Regions from separate parts of the Hordeum vulgare genome. Here region 2 is linked to region 1. The links are chromatin contacts, called in public HiChIP or PLAC-seq maps. All regions are on one chromosome and are shown on one strand. Each heading gives the region's core, a stretch centred on a gene start, on an enhancer-like site or on the middle of the called end of the contact. The rest is flanking DNA. Distances are from core to core; before and after follow the strand shown. Region 1 holds the start of LOC123424763 (probable E3 ubiquitin-protein ligase BAH1-like 1). Region 2 holds the start of LOC123424768 (ribosome biogenesis protein NSA2 homolog).

What was found. HiChIP or PLAC-seq counts read pairs in DNA pulled down with a chosen protein or histone mark.
Region 2: a contact with region 1 is called in an H3K4me3 HiChIP or PLAC-seq map of embryo, with 10 times the contacts expected there. The contact joins the promoter of LOC123424768 here to the promoter of LOC123424763 in region 1. A contact is called at or near these places in 1 of 6 Hi-C or Micro-C datasets (seedling) and 1 of 1 datasets of contacts at active chromatin or transcription factors (embryo).

Annotation. Positions count from the first base shown.
Region 1 is chr2H:44,122,994-44,126,753 of MorexV3_pseudomolecules_assembly, forward strand. LOC123424763 (probable E3 ubiquitin-protein ligase BAH1-like 1) reads left to right here and starts at 1,690. Exons shown (of 6, transcript XM_045108442.1): 1 at 1,690-2,007. The coding sequence starts at 1,815.
Region 2 is chr2H:44,308,565-44,312,324 of MorexV3_pseudomolecules_assembly, forward strand. It overlaps LOC123424768 (ribosome biogenesis protein NSA2 homolog), which reads left to right and starts at 1,826. Exons shown (of 9, transcript XM_045108447.1): 1 at 1,826-1,913; 2 at 2,092-2,211; 3 at 2,310-2,377; 4 at 2,660-2,768; 5 at 2,849-2,917; 6 at 3,010-3,067; 7 at 3,368-3,603; 8 at 3,759-3,760. The coding sequence starts at 1,911. LOC123424767 (F-actin-capping protein subunit alpha) reads left to right here. Exons shown (of 10, transcript XM_045108446.1): 8 at 87-161; 9 at 245-280; 10 at 391-698. The coding sequence ends at 498.

The DNA.
Region 1 (3,760 bases), core at 440-2,939:
ACTGATGGGCTAAGGAATTTAGGGGAGTGATCTATATTGGGCAGCGGTCAAAGTCTCCAACAGCTGCCCTATCTTGGGCATTTGGCCAAAAAAATTTAGGGGAGTGATCTATATTTTGCCCAAGTGTTGTAAATATGGGGCAACTAGCCAACTGCACCATATTTTTTGGCCACGCGCGCGCGCGTCCAACTGCCACCGGAAGCTTCCCGCCCCACCGTGCGCCAATAAATTCCTACCCCAGCCGCGCGCCACCGCACCAAATTCGCCGCCGCCCATCCACCTCCCGCCGCGCCAACCACCCGCCGCCGTTCCCCCTCCCTCCAATCGCCGCCCGTCGTCGCCGTTCCCCCTCTTCCGCCATGGCACCGCGCCGCCGCCCGAGCTCCGGCTTCTTTGGCGTGCGGGAGCGCCCCTCCGGCCGATTCGCGGCGGAGATCACCGCCGACGGAGTTCGGTGGTGGATAGGGACATTCGACTCCGCGTCGCCGATGCACTTCGTCGATGTGACGGACGGGCACGAGCAGCGCCGCCAGCAGCGGGGCGAGCGCGCGAACCTGCGGGCGGCGCAGATCAACGAGCTCCGCATGGAGACGCTCCGCCGCGACCACCCCGAGCTCGTGCAGGCGGAGCTCGACTTCTTCGTTGGGCGGAAGAAGAAGAAGAAGGCCGCCGCCGCCCGAGCCGACGGTGCGGGGCCGTCCGATCCACCGCCGTCGCCGCCGAACCGTATCAATGCCGGGTCGTCGTCGTCGTCGTCGCTCGGCTCCTCGTTCTAGGACTCCGACTCCGACGCGCACGTCCTGGACTAGGCGCCGCCGCCGATTAGTCGTCGTTAGGTTAAAATTAGATTTAATTTTATCGCCGTTCTGCTGTTCGTTTGTCGAACTTGTATCTGCTATGTGTCAAAATATAGCCGTGTGAGTTTAAATTTCGCGTTGGAGATGCATTTGGGGCAGCTGTTGGAGCAACGCACTGCCCTATCTTGGGCTGTTGGTAAATCAACAGATGTTTCGCTGTCCTATACCGAGATTTTGGCTGCCCTATAATCAAAAAATTGTTGCCCTATCTTGGGCAGCTGTTAGAGATGCTCTTACCCCTAGTAGTGTACTAGAAGTTATTAAATGACATGCTAAAAGTAAGGGCACTGTTGAAAAAAGTGCCAAAAAGTCTTAAAAAGACCCTCTATAGAGACTTTTTCTTTTAGTCACAAATACCTTATTTTAGTCTTAAAAGTCCCTCCTGTTTGTTTCATATATGAAACTAAAAGAAAACTTTTTTTAATCCCTACATTAAAAAGTCCGTGGAAACAAACACCCCCTATGTTACTTCCATTGTGGGTAACAGGGTGTTGAATGACTTCCGCAGCGCCCCTTTCCGAATCCCTATACAATCCTCATCGCATCGAGCCAGGCAGCGACCGGCAGGACACGCATCATTGAGCAGAGGAAACGACGGGAAAGCAGGACACGAGCCAAAGGACGGCGACCGCGCCAAATATTACACCCCCGTCGTCGTCTCGTCGCGAATGAGCACCGCCCGCCGCCGGGAACAATAAATAAGCCTCTGCTTCCTTCCTCTCTGCTCCCCCACCCAATCGCGCCCGTCCTCAAGCTTTCCTCCCCTCTTCACGTGAACCGCTCAACCAACGCTCACACCATCCTCGCCTCCGCCCGCCCGCCCGCCCGCCCGTGACTCTCGCCCTCCTTCCTCCGCCACCGCGCGCCCGCCTCTCTCCCGTGCTCCATCCGCCATCCAATTAACGCCAACAGCAACAGTTTCGATCGAGGGCGCGGAAATCACCCGCCCGCCCGGCCATGAAGTTCACCAAGAGGTACGAGACGTACATGCGCGGGATGCGGACGGCGGCGGAGCAGCAGCTCCCCGCCGTCGGCCTCAAGCGCCTCAAGAAGATGCTCAAGAAATGCCGCTCCCACCACGCCCCGCACCACAAAACCTCCTCCGCCGACGCCGGCGCCTCCTCCGCCCGCTGCCACGGCCATTGCTCCGGTAAACAAGACACCACGACCATCTCCACTTTCTCTCTTTCCGGCCGGCGCCGTTGTTTCAGCCCGTGATTTCTTCCTCGTGCTAATTTTGACCCGTGAAATACTAGCCGGAATCTTTTCTTCTTCTTCTTCTTCTTCTTCTATCTGAATAGGTCCGTCCGTAGCGGATTCCCCCTACGGCAAAATGACAAGCCTAGAGTAGAAGATGACCGGAGCCCCGTACGTCGCTGTCGGCGCCGAACAGCTGCCGGTATTTTCGGCATTTCAGTTGCTTCACGCTGCGACCAGCTTGACGAATTCTGCATGGAACCTGTGTACGGGTGTGCCTGCACGCTAGCTTTCGTATTCTTTCTGCAAGCTGGCCCTTGCCGAGCAAGCTGGCCCTTGCCGAATAAGGCGTTGTCTAACTGGTTGTGCGCGTAACTAGTATCTCAACCGTTACTATTTCATATGGATCCAATCCTTTTGCATGTGCATGCCCCTTCTTCTAGTCTTTTTCTGCTCAGTGACACATGCATGCCTAGAGCATCTTTTCTCTCTCCTCAATCATAGTTACTTTTATTTTTCTTTTGATAGTTTAGATGACTCATATCTTTAAATTTTTTTATTTTATTTTTAAAACTCTTTATATATTTAACTCACGGCGCTAAGGTCTTTAGAACAAGATCAGTATTGTATAAATTATAAAAACATTTTTGTTAGCTGAAATTGAAATATGATTTTATAGTAGCTTTGTTGTTAGTGAGGAAACTTTGCTAGAAAATGCATTTGGAACCAATGAATTTTGTAAACAGCTTGTCTGAACTTTTATAAAAATATATATGAAATTTTATTGGAAATATATCGATATTGGACTTATTTCGTAGAGCTGGCCGTGATAAACTCAAATACATAAACGAATTTAAATTTGTAAAAAACATTTAAAAGTTTTTCTAGCAAACATAGTGCAACTACTAGTAGCTATTTAGTAGTAGTACATACAGCTAAAAGGCAAGTGATATTCTCTACTACTAGACCATAGACCCTACTGCTTGCATGCATGCCTGATTGATGTATTGATTTGATCTGCATGCTTGATGGATGGTCAGGATATGCGATGCACCGCAATCAGTTAGACAAAATCCACGCCCGGCCCTTGCCTGCCGTTGCCGGGGAAGGACAAAAAAAAACATGCATATTTTACCGCGTCCGCCTATTTCATCTTAATTCAATTACCGGCTTGTTAAGAGATTTTTACCGCCTCTCACCAAGCTTCTCCCGGATTATCATGGGTTAGAGCCTTAGAGGTGCATCAATGGAGTCAACCAGAGCAACAAATGTGGCCATTCATGGTTTTCTCAGCAGGATACCTTAAAAAATTATTTATTTATTGGTATAAGAACATCTCTTCACCATCTGGTTCAAATTTCGCGTAACAATTTGCTGTACTAAAAAGGAAAATATGTGTTTTTAACATCATGTAGTTGACACTGACACGGCTGCTGGCTGCTGGCTGCCTGCCTGCTTGCCTCCTCTACCATCGGTTCAGAAACAAGAGATAAACCAGGGTGGTTAAATTCGGCCAGCGGATTAGGACAGCATGGAGGCGCCACTACGCTACCACTACGACTGCGAGGCCAATGAGCCCACAACATGCGCCGACTATCAGTTCAAATTGAATACTCCCTCTTAGAGATGGCTTCACGCACTAAACTTCACGAACAAATTTAAAATGATAATGTTTCCAAGAGTCAAAGTGCCGAACGGGATGAAAA
Region 2 (3,760 bases), core at 576-3,075, 190 kb after region 1:
GTTTGCTTTCTTTGTCCTTTTTATTGCATCTTCGCCGGTTTCAAAATTTTAAACATGCCTCTGATGTTATATTATTTCTGTTTCAGTCGCCTGAAGACACTGGACACACAGTCGCTACCATCATTCGACATCAGGAGTCCGAGTATTTTTCATCTCTTGAGGTTGGAACCTTTCTGTTCTCTACTTAATCTCATATAAGATGTTAACACAGTGAATAATGCTATTGACGCATTTCTGCACACAGGAATCATACTTGAATCTGTCAGACGCAACGTTCAAGGTACGCATCAGTAAACAATCTTGCATTCAACAGGATAGTTGCAGCGCTCGGATTACTACAGTTATCTTTTCATGTCCTCTGTTTCACTCCATGTTATGTCTCGTGCACAGGATCTACGGAGGAAACTTCCGGTTACCCGCACCCTTTTCCCATGGCATAACACGCATGCCATCAGCCTCACGCGGGACCTTGCCAAAGAGCTAGGGATAGGGAAATGAAGCCAGGTCGCTAGGTAGCTTCGTGTGGAATTTTTATCTCCATGCAATTTGCTTTTCTGTAGAGGCTGTACAATTCTTATCCTGTAATCAGCAGTTTTCTTCTTTCGGTTACTGTGGTTTCACATACCGGTGTAAATCAAGAGCTTGACCTTTCTTTTGTGGGGAAATCGCATCGCCAAAATATATGTTCATTCAGATTACGACTTGCATGCACTTGATGTGAGATGTTTGTTTTTGGTCTCCAATTCAAATGCATGTGTCCCTTGTGCTTTTTGAGATGTCCTGAAACAGATTTTATATCTGTTCCAAATTATAAGACGTTCTAACTTTTTTCTGAATCGAATGTATATAGATGTGTTTAGTGTGTTTGTTCACTCATTTCAGTCAGTATGTGGTCTATATTGAAATATCTTATAATTTGGGACTGAGGTGATATATACAAAATGTACAACTGACGAGAGATTAGGCAAAACAAACATTCATTGAAATTCTTACAATCATCTGTACGACAAGGTTTATCATGTATACCCTCATGGTGTGTTTGGTGGTGGCCCAAGTTTGCCCTACCAAAAATCTGTCTAGCCTAAATTTCACTCAAGGTTTTATTTTCCCATGAGTTGTCCAATATATTTTGCAAAAAATAAGAAAGAACCGGAGTGAACACAGTTACATTATTAACATGTCAAAAGATACGAATCCAAACAAAGTCCATATTCTCTTAGAAATACTAAGTGCAGCATAGAGACACCGGCCACATAAATGCAGTCATACATCGTCTACCGAAGATTGGATTACACCGAAGATTGATCAAGTAACCACAAACGCTACATGATTGATCATGTAACCACAAACGCTACATCGTCTACCGAAGGTTGGATTACAAAGAAGATTGATCAAGTAACCACAAACGCACCTTGCTGTCAGCCGAAACATACCTAGTATTTGACGGGCTAGGGGTATAACAACCCTGCTAACTACTGTACCTTTTTTGGAAAACCCTGTTAACTGCAGAGTAAAAAATAGCACGTTTAATTCCCAAACTCCAGAGTAAAAAAATGTTAATTCTCAGAGTCCATATTTTTGGTGGTCAACAGGTTACATTTCAGTCAGCGGTCACAACTTTCGACTCACAAGCGAAGAGCGTAGGCAAACGTGACCAATCAATTTTTTTCTTGAGCTGCAGCCAATGAATTACCAGAGCAAATGTATTTTTTTTTACATTTAATTACCAGAGCAGGCCTTTCTGGCCCATATTATGCGAGAGCCTCCTAACGGTCAAAAAATGTCCAGGCAGCCCAGATCGTGCAGCCCAAGGCCCATAAATACCTATAAACCCCAAAGTCGACGCCTCTTCTCCGTCCTTTCCGCCGCCTCCCCACCCCAAACACCGACCAGCGCTAGGGTTCGCCGCCATGGTAAGCCCCCTCCGTCTTCCTCCCGCCGCCTCCGCCCCGACCTCGCCGCCGTCCGCCCCGCTCCCGATTCGGCCCGTCCCGATCGCGCCCCCCGCTCTGCTCGCTCTCTGATTGCCGCATGATGTCTTTTCCCCACGAATTTTTGCGCTGATTTCCTCCGTTCTCGAGTTTGCTGCAGCCTCAGGGAGATTACATAGAGCTTCACCAGAAGCGCCATGGCCGGCGCATGGACTACGAGGAGCGCAAGCGCAAGAAGGAGGCGCGCTCCGTCAAGAAGAACTCCAAGGATGCCCGCAAGGTGCCGTCGTGATGCTGATGCGTCCCCTCTCCTTCGAGTCCCGTGTATGTTTCTCTGCGTTTCTGTCGCTGATGCGTGTGAGGTTTTGTATTTCGCAGCTGCTCGGTGCTAAGGGCAAGAGGTTCGCCAAGAAGCGGTATGCCGAGAAGGCACAGATGAAGAAGACGTAAGTTGATTTGTGTGTAATGTTTCATTCAGAATGGTTCCTTGCCTGCTGCTCCAATTGATACTTGCCTAGAACTTAGAGAGATGATGATTGTTCGCTATCGCAGTTGTGGTAGAACTTTTTAGAGACTAAGGGGGCAAACAACCCCCAGCCTCATTTAGGTGGAAGATTAGTGATACGAATAGGAGACGCTCCAGCATCAAAGATATTATCCTCATGATGTAGAATCAGCGTATCTGGTTACGGTTGTGTGGGCTTTACTCACAAGTGTTCTTCTTGCAGCTTGAAGATGCACGACGAGTCTTCTTCCCGGCAGAAGGTTGATGATGACGTTGAGGAGGGCGCTCTTCCTCCGTATCTGCTTGATCGTGATTCGACACAGCGTGCCAAGGTACACACTCTGTTCCTACCACCTGCCGTGCCGCATAGACCTTCTTATTGCGCTGCTTGCTGACTTATCGTCAATTGTAGGTTCTCAGCAACACGATTAAGCAAAAGAGGAAGGAAAAGGCTGGCAAATGGGACGTTCCTTTGCCAAAGGTAGTCCCTAGTGCAAACTGCTGTTGTCTACTTGCTTCAAAATAAGTGGATTCCTGCTCGTCTAAGTATTGCCATGCTTTATCTTCTTGCAGGTCAGACCTGTTGCTGAAGAAGAAATGTTCAAAGTTCTACGTACTGGCAAGAGGAAAAGTAAGTCACTATATGATCTATTAGGCAACCTAGGTTACTATTTGTAATTTGCATGTGCCACGCAGTCATATACTGGCATTGTTGAAGTTCGTAATTCCTTGGCAGTTGTTAGCCCATTTTTGTTCGGATGCTTTCCCAAAAGTGAATGTGCTGCAACTGCAAGACAACTGAATTATGATAACTTATGTTTTTGGTCTGAAGTTGCTTTTATTAACATTCGGTGAACGTTAGCACTGACTACACATACTATTTCTTCTCCATAGAGCCAAATAATTTAGGTGGTAAATTTTCCTTGTGCAGCCAAGCAGTGGAAGAGAATGGTAACTAAAGCCACCTTTGTTGGCCCTGGATTTACAAGGAAGCCACCAAAGTATGAGAGGTTCATCCGACCTACTGGTCTGCGTTTCACCAAGGCTCATGTGACTCACCCTGAACTGAAATGTACGTTCAACCTCGACATAATTTCTGTGAAGAAAAACCCAAACGGTCCAATGTACACTTCTCTTGGTGTTATGACGAGGGGAACAATTATCGAGGTATGTAAAGCAAACATTGTCTCACTGCATCAGTATTATAGCTGATACACTTTTCCCCCTTATTGATGTTTACATAGAGTAAAGATGCTTTTCGTTGTTATTTGTTATGAGATTTCTTTTCCTGTTGGTGCTCACAATAGTAAATCTTCACACAGGT